Linked DNA regions of Sus scrofa: regions 1 and 2 are each linked to region 3. Evidence: chromatin contacts called from public Hi-C and promoter capture Hi-C data. All regions are on one chromosome and are shown on one strand. The core of a region is the stretch at or near the end of the contact, and the rest is flanking DNA. Distances in the headings are between cores, read along the strand shown.

Evidence for each region. Promoter capture Hi-C pulls out the DNA fragments that hold promoters and counts their contacts. A called contact is a pair of places that touch in the nucleus more often than the background predicts.
Region 1: a Hi-C map of embryonic fibroblasts shows a contact between it and region 3, with 5 times the contacts expected there. The contact joins the enhancer-like site here to the promoter of APOO in region 3. A contact is called at or near these places in 6 of 47 Hi-C or Micro-C datasets (alveolar macrophages, embryonic fibroblasts, fetal liver and 2 more) and 2 of 2 datasets of contacts at active chromatin or transcription factors (alveolar macrophages and skeletal muscle).
Region 2: a contact with region 3 is called in a promoter capture Hi-C map of liver, with 9 times the contacts expected there. The contact joins the promoter of PRDX4 here to the promoter of APOO in region 3. A contact is called at or near these places in 2 of 5 promoter capture datasets (fetal liver and liver), 1 of 47 Hi-C or Micro-C datasets (embryonic fibroblasts) and 1 of 2 datasets of contacts at active chromatin or transcription factors (alveolar macrophages).

The regions. Positions count from the first base shown.
Region 1 is chrX:20,143,453-20,147,774 of Sscrofa11.1, reverse strand. It overlaps EIF2S3 (eukaryotic translation initiation factor 2 subunit 3), which reads right to left. Exons shown (of 13, transcript XM_003134980.6): 2 at 761-1,212; 3 at 152-215. The coding sequence starts at 829. Among named protein-coding and RNA genes, the nearest start is that of EIF2S3, 16 kb to the right of the region's middle. Within about 2 kb of position 1,299, at least 81 of the 83 cell types and tissues checked have an H3K27ac peak or open chromatin away from gene starts, as enhancers often do. A contact at or near this core is called in alveolar macrophages, embryonic fibroblasts, fetal liver and 1 more, where this site is marked.
Region 2 is chrX:19,798,678-19,802,891 of Sscrofa11.1, reverse strand. PRDX4 (peroxiredoxin-4) reads right to left here and starts at 2,739. Exons shown (of 7, transcript XM_001927369.3): 1 at 2,292-2,739. The coding sequence starts at 2,535. LOC102165967 (a long non-coding RNA gene) reads left to right here and starts at 3,695. Exons shown (of 3, transcript XR_309198.3): 1 at 3,695-4,214.
Region 3 is chrX:20,014,976-20,019,267 of Sscrofa11.1, reverse strand. It overlaps APOO (MICOS complex subunit MIC26), which reads left to right and starts at 1,484. Exons shown (of 9, transcript XM_005674464.3): 1 at 1,484-1,744. The coding sequence starts at 1,736.

The sequences.
Region 1 (4,322 bases), core at 50-2,549, 130 kb before region 3:
AAATGTAGCAGGTACTTTGTTCACAACAACTCAACATGTATTACCTGAATATATGCATCTTCACGTAATTCAGATAATCACACACAGAGAGAGATTAAAATTATTTGCCGGAGATTAATCCAGTCAGGCCTCCAAGTTATTCTTAGCTTACCTATGTTAATTGTGGCTTGCCTGCTGATCACTTCATGTGAAAGTGGTGTCAACTTGGTAACATCCTGCAATCAAACATTTTTCATTTTAAATCGCTGAACATGGGACGAATCACAATTTTGACATTTACATTTGCTACCTACATCTCGCCACCGTTTGAATAGCCCTCTTCCACTTCTAAAGCGCTTTTCCTGTGCAAGCAATCTCCGACAGTGACGACTGGGAAGCCCTAAAAGTCCTTCGTTGTTACACAAGACTACACCTCCACTGACAATGGGAAATGTGAAGGCTCGAGATCCCCCCAACCTTGAGAGCATTTGCATTAAAGACAATGCAGACACTCCCTTCCCAGACCTTCCGAAGTGAAAAACACCGTGACTTTCCAGCCCAAGCATTCGGGGGGGCTCCAGGTCCACGACCTTACAGCCCCATGCCCAGCTCGCAGGCTGGTGGAGGCGCCCGGGGCGGCGCGAGCACGCCGGGCTTCGGGGCTCCCTCCCAAATCCACGCTTCCGACAGCGTGGCACTGCCTTGTCTCAAAACCCTCCCGGGAGGCCTGGTCATCCCCACTCCCGGGCACACTCCACATCCTCCCAGATCAATGCCTTACCAAAGTCGCGAGATCCTGCCGAGAAAGATGCGGCTGCCCTAAAGTCACACCAGCCTCGCCCCCCGCCATCTTGCCCGGAGAGGAAGGAAGTGGCCCTGACGGCGGCCTGGCGGTGAGCAGGCCCCCGCGTGCGGGGCGGGGCCGCAGAGGCAGGAAGGCCGACTAGGGCTCAGGCCTGGGAGAGGAGGATGGTCGGCGCAGCGGAGGCCTTGCCGCTTAGACTTCTATCTTGATGAATTTATATTGTGCCTGCCAGCAGGCTGACTAGAAAACACCAGGCGAAGTTTCGGGATCTATTCGTAGCCGTCCTGTTGGATATTTGTGCAGGCAACGCTGAGGGCAGCCGCACGAGAGGCCCCTTGCTGGCGGGTGATGCAACCGACGCGCGCGCGCGGACGCGGGTGTAACCATATCCGTTTCTCGTGGGGGTGGTCCAAAGAGTTGCCCGGAACCTGAGAATTTTATCGGGGGTGTGAGGATAGACAGTGGGAAAGTCCTTCTTTACACATTCTATGATTGAGTAAGCCGAGATCGGCTCTGGGTCCTGCTGGTCTGTGATTGGGGCTCTGGGCCCGGAGGTGGGGGCCCGCTGAGCTGGCGGGCGGTAGGAAGGGCGCCCTCGCGCGGACGTTCAACCCAGAGATGGGAAAAGCAAAGTCTAACTTGTTCTCAGAGAGGTTTCTAGAGCCAGGGAGGTGGTCCATGGTGGCGCTAATGGAGTTAGCACGGCAAAGAAGCTGAATGTCATGAGAGCGCCCAAAGGGGTATCTTAAAGAGGCGACCGAGCAAACCCACTTCTTAACTGGAAAGGTTACCAATAAATCGGTATTTTAAAAATTTTGAATTTTTGATACTGACCCTTTTTTAATCCTGTTAAAAAGAATTCCAGTAAGGTTCGTTTCTCCCCATGAAAATTTCTACGCTTTGCAAATTTTCTATCATGTACAGGTATTCATTTCTAGACAGGAAAAAAAACGTAAGGAGAGATGAATAAGAATTTAGGTTATCTGTGGTCATTGAATACTTATGTAAGGTTGAAATTAATATGTTTTCTATCCCCTAAGTTTCAGGTACAGCAATTTAGCTGAAATAGGTAAAATTTCAATAATTCATTAGTTAAGTGATGGTAGAAACTGTACAGTATATTGCATTTGGGTGGAGGCATGTAGTTCCTAAGTTTATAATTGGTAATTTAGAAACTAAATGCCTCCATGGAAATATAACTTCTAAATTTTTAAGTTCCTAAGTGTAGAATTTATCTTACATTCTACACAGTTAGATGGTACCAGCCAATTCAGGAAACCCGTTGAATAAAGATGTGGAATTAGTGGTGATAGTTCCACAACTGCAAATGTAATTTAAAAAAATTTTTTTAATTGTACTGTTTAAAAGGGTGAATCTTGAAGTTCCTGTTGTGGCACAATGGGATTAGTGGCATTTCTGCAATGCTAGGATGCAGCAGGTTCAATCCCCGGCCAGGCACAGTGGGTTTAAGGATCCAGAATTTCCACAGCTTTGGTGTAGATTCCAACTGCTGCTAGGATCTGATTCCCTGGCACAGAAACTCTATATGCTGCTGGGCAGCCAAAAAATAAAAAGGTGTGTGTGTGTGTGTGTGTGTGTGTGTGTGTGAGAATCTTGACCTCCTGCCTTCTGAGATGGCACCCACTCTATCTCTCTCAATAAATCTACTTCTTACTTATCACTTTGCCTCTTGCCAAATTCTTTCTGGGCATAAACATAAAGACATAAAGAACCTGAACTTCAGAACAAAGGCACCCACCTAGGTAGAGGATGGCAACTTACTTATGGCTGAGTACAAGATTCCTAAAGTACCACCCTACTACCTCACCACTGATTGATGGTAGTCACATACCTTGCAGCCTTCAACCCATATTTTGCCTATAAAAATTTCTCCCCCCCCCCAAACAATTGGGGAGCTCAGGGTTTTTGAGCATGTGCCACCTGTTGTTCTTGCTTGGTCCTTTCTCTGCTTCAAAGAGAAAAAAAGGGGGGAGAGGGTGGCTTATGGTATGCGAATTATATCAATAAAAATATAAAATTTGTTGGTAATAATACATAATATGCTTTACTGTTGGAAACTTATTGGGAGTATAAATGTCACTGAAAATCATGCCATTAGTAAGAATAATATTAACATTGACATGAACTTAACAAGTATTAATTTTTATTTAAGTCTCACAACAATCTAATGAGGTATATACTATTATTCCCATTTTACAGGTGAAGAAACTGAGTCTTAAAAAGATTAGCTAACATGCTTACAATTCCACCGCTAATAAGTAGCAGAGCTGGGATTCATAGGCAAATACAAGTGTACTCTTTTTTAAGAAACTGACTTGGTATTCCTGCTGTGGCGCAATGGGATAGGTGGCATCTCTGGAGTTATGAAAGGACTGTTCGATCCCCAGCCTGACACAGTGGGTTAAGGATCTGGTGTTAAAGCAGCTCCTGCAGCAGAGGTCCCAAAATGTGGCTCAGATCTGATCCCTGGGCTTGGAACTCCATATGCTGCAGGGCAGCCAAAAAAAGATAAATAAGTAAATAGTTTTACTGAGATAAATTTGCATATCATAAAATTCACCATTTTTTGTTGTTGTTTTCTTACCGCTGCACCTGTGGCATAAGGAGGTTCCCAGGTTAGGAGTCAGTTGGAGCTGTAACTGCTGGCCACGTCTTTGACCTACATACCACAGCTCATGGCAACACTGGATCTTTAACCCACTGAGCAAGACCAGGGATTGAAACCGAGTCCTCATGGATACTAGTCAGGTTCGTTAACCACTGAGCCACGATGGGAACTCCAAATTCACCCTTTTTGTACATTCTTACACTGCTGGCAGGAATGTAAATTGTTCCAGCCATTGTGGAAAACAGTATGGAGATTGCTCAAAAAACTAAAACTGGGAGTTCCCGTCGTGGCACAGTGGAAACAAATCTAACTAGGAACCATGAGGTTTCGGGTTCAATTCCCTGGCCTCGCTCAGTGGATTAAGTATCTGGCGTTGCTGTGAGCTGTGGTGTCAGTCGCACAAGTGGCTCGGATCCCTCATTGCTGTGGCTGTGGTGTAGGCTGGCAGCTGTAGCTCTGATTAGACCCCTAGCCTAGGAACCTCCATATGCCTCGGGTGTGGCCCTAAAAAGCGGAAAAAAAAAAAAAAAAAAAAAGGAACTACCATATGATTCTGCAATCCCACTCCTGGGCATTTATCTGGATAAAACTATAATCCAAGAAGAAACATGGACCCCTTATGTTCATAGCAGCATTATTTATAATAGCCAAGACATAGAAAGAGACTAAATGTCCATAGACAGATGAATGCATTAAGATGTGGTACATATATACAATGAAATGCTACTCAGACATAAAAAACAAAATAATGCCATTTGCAGCAACATGTATACGACTAGAGATTCTCATACTAAGTGAAGTAAGTCAGCAATTGACAAATACTGTATTATATCACTTACATGTGGAATCTAAAATATGGCACAAATAAACTTATCCTCAAAACACAGACTCCCAGACATAGAGAACAGA
Region 2 (4,214 bases), core at 1,490-3,989, 220 kb after region 3:
GAAATATCTTGATCTTAGTAGGTAAAGGCCAAGAAGGAGAATTAGATAGCAGAATAATAATGAACTATATGTGCATTATATACATTACTTAAAATGCTGCTCAAGTGTGAAGTCCTAATTGTAATGATGTGTTACAATGATGGTCCTTAGTGATTTTAGCATATTGGGAAAACCAATAAAACTAAAAAATTTTGTTCTGAAAACCTTGATTTTGTAAATTTGGGCTTCTTATTTTAAGAACTCCAGTGTTAATTAAAAAAAACCTGTCATCAATTTACAGACCAAAAAGAATGTAGTTTGCTAAGATCTATAAATGGAATTCCCAAAGCAACTTCCTGCATCTATTAAAAGACAAACAAAAATTGTCCTGAATATAAATCATATGATTAACAAAGCAAATGCAGAGCAATATAAAGAATATTTAAATCCCTTCTCCACATAACCCCCATCAATTTAACTACTGTTAAGTTTGCTATCTTTCCTTCCAGTCTTTAAACACAAATTTGGATCATGTTGCACCCCACTTTTAAAAAAAGGAGATCATGAATAGTTTTTCATGTTAGTAAAAATTATCTGAAAGTATGATTTAGTAGTTTCATAATGTTCCATTTTATGAATCAAAGTCCTTGTATCTTTAATTCTAGAGGAGCCTACACATGACAGAAATGTAGCAAATATCTAAAATTTGAAAAGATTTGTTAGTAGAGGGAAATCTATTATTACTACTATTTTTTGCTTCCATAAGCAGACTTGGATGGGATTTGTTATAGGCAATATATGAATGCCAGTAAACACTCGACTGACTGACATATTTCATACTTTCTTCCCAGGCAAGTAAAACCAATGGGACTTGGGAATATTATGATTTTAAAAGTGCAAGACTAGCTTTTTAAAAAAACAAAAATCTAGGAGTTCCCGTCGTTGCTTAGTGGTTAGCGAACCGACTAGGAACCATGAGGTTGCGGGTTCAATCCCTGGCCTTGCTCAGTGGGTTAAGGATCCGGCATTGCCGTGAGCTGTGGTGTAGGTCACAGACGTGGCTCGGATCTGGCATTGCTGTGGCTCTGGCGTAGGCTGGTGGCTACATCTCCGATTCGACCCCTAGCCTGGGAACCTCCATATGCCGCAGGAGCCGCCCTAGAAAAGGCAAAAAGACAAAAAACAAAAAAATGAAAATCTAAAAATAACTTTCAGTAGGAAAGAACCACAAATGTTTAAGGTGGCAGAACAGTTTTGCTCATTTATCACTCCCACTCCACATCCTAACACATAACAACACCCCATTTAATACTGGGGATTCATAATTGTGAAACATTACTTTTTTCACTGAACATGGGCATGGAACATGTTGTAACTGGACCACAAAGGCCACACACACAACTTCAGAATGCCAAATGGTCTGTAGGAAAAGCAGGTTACTTAAAGTGAGCAAGGGACAGTCTTCCGTTCTTTAGGCCCGAGCCACTTCTTTTTGGCTAATCTTAACCTCCAGATGCAGCAGGCCACAACTTTCTCAGTATCTACTTAGTCTGACGTGTCCTTCCTGAAAGTGGCCATTAGTTATGTACACTGGACAGAAATGCAAATAATCAAAAGCCAAACTGGCAGGACACAAATTTGCCACGAGGTTTATCATCAACCAAAATGCATTACTTCTACCTCTTTTTTCCCATTTCCCTAAGAGCCTCCGAAGTTCACCCTGTAAGAAGTTCTTACTTTCCAAGAAATACAAAGGATACCCATTAACTATTTAGTTCTTGGGGAAGGTGGCTTTTAAATACAATCTTCTTTACCACATACAATACCACCAAAAAAAAAAAAATTGCCCTCCTGAGCATATTTAATCACTTTTCCGCTTAACCAAACTTTCTGTCACTCATCATTCAACTTATCAATGCATTCTTCCCCGAAACAGTACTTGAAAACAGACCCAACGTGCTGCAAGCACTTTCCGATGTTTGAGGAAGTGTTTCAGTTTGCACAACATCCTCGATGCCTCCAAGCCTGGGACCAGGGCCACCCTCTTTCCCTCATCTGCGGCTTTTGGGGTAACCACGAATTTTCTTTCAAAATCTGATTAGTAGAACCCATCCCTTTCTTCACACTTGGAACCCCCTTCCATCCCCCAACCCTGCAAGAGAGAGCCAGGCTCCCCCCTGGGAGCAGAGGCAGCCCAAGGGGTGACGCCCAAGCCAGGCCCCCGGGAAGCCACCACCAGGGTACACGTGTCTCCTAGCCCTCCCCACCTCCCTCTACCACCGGTCACCTCGCCTTGGCAGGGCATCACCTACTCTTGGCTTTGCTGAGGTGCAAGGAGTGATCGGCGACCGAAAGCCGGGATGCCTCCCCGGGGTACACTTGTCCACCCGCGTAGAAGTGGCACTCCTCCTCGCGGGTTCGGGGCCTCTCCTCCGCCTCCAAGCCCCACAGCGCTTCAGCCCGCAGCAGGAACAGCAGCAGCGGCAGCAGCAGTAGCTTTCGGCCCCGGCCAGAGGCCAGAGTCGTCGCGGGCGGCGGCGGCGGCGGCGCCTCCATGACCACGCGAGTGCAGCAGCACGTCCTTTGGCTCAAGCGCTACTTCTCCCGCCGCCAGGCAGCTACAACTGCGCGCTCAACACCCGCGCGAGCCGAAGCGCGGCCTCGCGAGACCTGCCCCACCTCCTCCACTCTCCGCCCATTCCCAGCCGCCCGGGCTCCCCCACCCCCAGCCCCGCCACGTGGGCGTTAGCCCCGCCTGCTCGCCCCCTGCTGGCGTTTGCGCCTGCGCCCTGGGGCGGGCCAGGGCGGGGGAGTTCGGCCCTGCTCTGCCAGGTTGCGTCGCCCGCGCCTGGTCTCACGCAATCCTGCCCGCGTACTGTTTACGCATCCTTCCGCACCCATCTCTTCCACAAAACGTCACCACCGCCCGCCATCCCCTCCCAAGTGGAACTAACGTCCGCCTCTGAACGGCTTGTATCTTATACTTCTAACAGTGAACTTGTTTTTTCCTTTAAGTGATCTGTGTGAAGAGCTCCCAGACTTGCCCCCCGACCCCCCATCCCTGCCCTCTGTTGCAACCCTTTTAAATCCTGAGGGAAAAACTTGGAGAAGAAAGGCTTAACTATTTACTTTCCTTCAGCAGGAAAGGCAAACAGGTAGTTTGGTGAGTTCAACCTATCCCATATATGTCTTTTTTTTTTTTTTTAAAGACTTGAAAAGTTGCCAGAAAACCAAACTTTGTCCCAGTACAGTGCAGTTATTCTGACAATTACCCAGTCACTTCACAGGAGCCTTCTGGACCTTTTATGCCCCTAGAGTCCCTCCTAGGTTTCTGTGAGCTCTTGATCTTTTTGAACCCCACAGAAGCCCTCCAACATTTTGTCTTTCCTCTGTTAGACTGTCAGCTCCCTAGGGTCAAAATCAAAGTCATTCATCTTTGTTTCCCAAGGCACCTGGCCCAAGGTGAGCATCTGCTAGCGTAAGCACTGGATTTTGCAAAAAACACTTAATGTTCCTGACAGCCATAGTCTCCAGTGGCTTTCACATATTACATGCTTACTGCCTGTGACAACCCTTTGAGGCGGATAGAAATCTGCCCATTTCAACCTCACCTCTCACTCTCGTCCTGCCCATTATAGGACTCAGAAGAGTTTGCTGAAACCTCTTGGCCCTTCTCCATCGACCCTTCCCGCGACTCCCCACCCCCACCCGGCTGGTGTTTGCGCCTGCGCCCTGGGGGCAGGCCCAGGCCGCCCAGCGGCGCCCAATTCAGTGGGCCCTTCTGTGGCGTCATCGACTGCGGCTGCTCTCCTGCCCTTCCGTCTTCCCTTTCTCCCCCTTCCCCCACCTCCTTTTCGCCTTCAGCACTGTTTTAGGTCCTGCTCACCCTTCCAGGCCCATCTGTGGCACAAAGCTTCGCCAGAGACTGGGCTCCTACCATTGCTGTGATTGGCCTCCTGTCATTGCCGGTGACTGGTCAATCGCTCTCAGCTCTGTTTCAGACCCTTTCATGCTCTCGCACCCCTCGCTCCCGCACACCACCCCACCTCGACCTCCGAAGCTGAAACTAGTCCTTTTGCCCCTGAATGGTTTTTTTACACCTTTATCAGGTGCTTAGTCTGTCTTTTTTGCATCGAGCTGGATGACCCGCGCCATGGCGCTCCTCTCCGGTTGTAGCCCTTTTAAGTCCCGGGGAAACTTGGGGAAGAAAAGTCTAACCTGAAGAGCAGGTACCT
Region 3 (4,292 bases), core at 235-2,734:
TACTTGTGAAGTGGTAATGAGCAGAAATGATATTTCAAGAAATCTGCTGTGACTATAATATGATATGAAAATATCTGTGCTTTCTACTGATGACAAAGTCATAGGTACCGCTGAACTACTGTGGTTACCTACACCACAATTTAAAGAACTGTTAAAGTTCAGTTATAGGTTAGTGAAAATAAAGTTGTAATTTTTCCCCAAGTTCATGTACCTCCAGAATTAAGAATTTCTGCCCTAACTTACCATTTATAAGTCACACTCTTATACACATATGACATTCCATTACTGATGCAGAGCCTTCAGAGTCTCCTAAATAGTTCTCCTTAGGTATAGGGAAGGCTAGGGATATACAATTCTCTTGAGAAAGAGAAAAGTAGCCCTTAACATCTGGGAGCTGGCCTGGCACCCACACCTGGGCTTTCGTGTTAGCCCTGGCTTCCTAGCACCACCCAATCCAGAACAAGGACTCGCTTCCCTGAACTCACCCGCAAACCCCCCAACCAAAGCCCCAAATCCTAGAATAAATCTAACACCCTCTTACTGAGATGCCCCACCGTTTCCCAAGGGTGCGTTCTCCTGGCACCAAAGAGAAATGAACTCAGCTTGTTCAACTACAGTATTCTTAGTGATCTTGGCTGGAGAGCAGTGACACCGCACCAAACTCCCAAAATCTTCTGGATGCCTGCCCCGGATGGGCTTACATTTGCTGCGGGATTAGAATGAAATACAGAATGAAACATGAAATACAACCCCGGTATGAGACACTACAACAGTTGTTTACTTGCGATCACAGGCTTTAAAGCCAGGCTACTGAGGTTTGAATCCTGGCTTCCCACTTTCCTTCTGTATGACCTTCCACATATTACTTCTCTGAGCCTCGGTTTCTTCATGTATTTGACGGGAGATAATAATCGTGCCCACCTACTTGGGTTGTTGGAAAGAAGAGTATGTGTAAGGAGTTTACATCAGAGCAAGTTACATAGTAAACGCTGTTGGTGGTTGCTATTCTTGTTAATAAGATAATTTTTGTCATTATTACTTATTTCTACTCTAATTAAAGGACAAACATTTGATTCCCTGTGAGAAACATACGCTTAAGCATTTTAAAGAAGAAAAAAATGTCGGGCTCTTTCAAGACTAAAGGACAAGGCAAATTAGTTTAAATTTAAAATCTTGGAAATGGCTAAACAAGGGTGAAAAAAAAAACCCCACAAAACTAAAAACCTTTTGTGAGGTAAATCCAGGCCCCCGAGGTCGGTAGCTTCCGGCTGCGAGGCTTTCGAAGCCACCAGAGGCCTGCCGAGCGCCCCCGCCCGGCGGCCTCCGCACACAGGCTTCCCAACCCACGCTGCTGGCGCCCAATCACGGCGGCGAAGGCCAATTCCCAGCACGGCTCTGCGCTCGGCGCCTCCCTCCTAGCGCCCCCGCGTGCCGCCCACACTGAGCTGGCGCTTTCCCGCCGCCTAGCAACCGCCGGCGCAGGGGCGGAGCCTCCGGAAGGCGGGGCTTGTGTTCGCCGCCTGAGGCGCGACGCGCTGCAGCTCAACGACGCTGCTAGCAGCCCAAGCTTCCGAGTTAAGCCTTAGCGGGATCGAATTGGCTGTACGCCTGTTACCCGCACCGCGGCCCGCTTGCGGTCGGAGGAATCGGGCCCTAATCGGCCGCCGTAGTTACCTCTCTATAGTGGGCGTGGCCGAGGCCGGGTGACCCCGCCGGAGCCGCCGCTGCCAGCGACATGTTCAAGGTGAGAGTGTCGAGCCGGGTCACAACTGTCACCGCCCCTTCCCGGCCGCCTGCAGCTCTCCCCGCGCTCTTTTGGGCCTCTCTGGGAACCAGAACTGGCTCGCTTTGAGGCTTTTCCCGCCTCCGGGCTGCCTGTGTCCCGGTCCCGAGGGTCATTCACCGGTCCGCCTGGAGTTTGCGGTTGAGGCACAGGAGGCGGGAGATTCGAGGGTGGTGGGTTGGGCCCTTTGGTCGTGCTCTCGGGAATAAAATGTTTTAAAAAGTTAAAGTATCCCTCACAGTATCCACACTCTGGCTGGTGCCCTCTTGAGTTCGTGAGTAGGGTTAGGCCAGCTTAGGGCACCGCGGGGTTCGGCTTTGGTTGTGCCGGGCAAGGTCAGGTTTTAGAACCTGGTATGAATGGGGGAGGTCACCTTCGGCGAAGCTCCTGCAGGAAGTCGGGGAGACTGGCATGGGAATGGAACGGCTGGGTTAGGGGAAGAAGCTGGACTTTCTCCTCCCCAGTGAACATTATATAGTATGGACAGGTCGAGCCCCTTCTTTACAGTTTTTGAACTCGTGTCCTTTGAAAGACTTTTACAGTGAAGACTGTTTCGAAAATCTGCATTTTAACATGAAGCCATTATTCTCCTTCAAAAAAAGTAAATGATATTTTTTATAATGAAGAACAAATCGCAAGCTACCAGAAATGAGTCTACAAAATTGAGTCAAGAAGCATTGTACCCATAAAAGACTGCTAATGAAATCTCAGAATTATACTACTCATTTAAAAGTGTTTTTTTTTTTTTTTTTTTTTTTTTTGCCTTTTTCCAGGGCCGCTCCTGTGGCATATGGAGGTTCCCAGGCGAGGGGTCTAATCAGAGCTGTAGCTGCCGGTCTACGCCATAGCCACAGCAACGGGACCTGAGCCGCGTCTGCGACCTACACCATAGCTCAGGGCAACTCAGGATCCTTAATCTACTGAGCAAGGCCAGGGATCGAACCTGAAACCTCATAGTTCCTAGTCGGATTCGTTTACCCCTGAGCCACGACGGGAACTCCTTAAAAGTTTTATTGAGTGCCTACAACGTGCTTTGGGTACACTGGGACAGGCTCTAAAGTCAGAATGTGGGTTTGGCCTTCCATTCCTGGAGTTGCCACGTTCTAGATGTGTGACCTTGAGCAAGTCACTTAACCTCTCTGAGCCTGTTTTTTTATTGGTGAAGTTAGGGAAACAACATTTACCTGTAGGCTTGTTATAAGGAATAAATAAGTTAGTATGTGTAAAGAATTTGTAAGAGGCCCTGGCACATAGAAGTGACATCCAGGTATTTGCTTTTATTTTGTTTTCAGGTAGCTCACAGTTTAGTTAGGACAACAGATCTCATAAGCAACTTGGTTTTGTTTGATAAATTTGTGTTGAATACCTATTATGTGCTAGGAGCCTGGCTTAGTTTGAGGGTTGCAACAACAAAGGGTACACTGTGTTGCGACAATAAAGAGTATGCTGTGATCATTTCATATGGTTATCAGCAGTGTTCTGTGGTGGTGAAAAGGAGAGTATCATCTCCTCTGTTTTACCAAGGGTTCTTAAGCTGTGGTTCTTGGCCCCTTAGAAGGTCTGGATAGAATTAAGAGGATCTTTAAATTCTGGCAGGGAAAAAAAAAATCAGTTTCATTAATCTGCTGAAATTTAGCATTTCTTTCAGTTATGAATGTAGGTTAACAGTTTCAATTACCAGTTTCCAGATAATGACCTTAAAACAACAGTGATTTATTACTTCTCACCATCTATAGGTTGTCTGGACAGTTCTGCCGGCATCCTCTAGTGACAGAATTCAACTGGTGGCTATACTATGAGGTAGCCTTACTCTCATATCAGTGGGCCTGGGGCCCCTCAATGTGGCTGTTTTGGGCTCCCTTACATGGTTACTGGGTTCTAAGAAGCCTAGTCCCGGTGCATAAACACATGCTTATATCGCATTTGCTGATGTCAAAACAAGTCACATGGCCAAGGCCCGAGTCAGTATGGTGTGAGGTTACAGAACAGCACAGATACGAGAACATGTGGTTCATGGGGAGCAATTAATTAAGTTACTACAGCCACAAACTAGTGGTAGTCACCAATAGAAGTCAGCAGGACCAATGCATGTCACAGACATTTTCATATCACATTACAGTGGTTCCAGATCTCAAGATATTTATGCTTATCACTGCTTTAAGATTATAGTAGTTATGGGACTTCCCGTCGTGGCGTAGTGGTAACAATCCGACTAGGAACCATGAGGTTGCTGGTTCGATCCCTGCCCTTGCTCAGTGGGTTAACGATCCGGCGTTGCCGTGAGCTGTGGTGTAGCTCGCAGACGCGGCTCGGATCCTGCGTTGCTGTGGCTCTGGCGTAGGCTGGTGGCTACAGCTCCAATTGGACCCCTAGCCTGGGAACCTCCATATGCCGCCGGAGCGGCCCAAGAAATGGCAAAAAGACAAAAAAAAAAAAAAAAAAAGAAAAAGAAAAAGATTATAGTAGTTATAAGACTCTCTAATAGGTTTTTTTAACTTAAAGAGCTAAT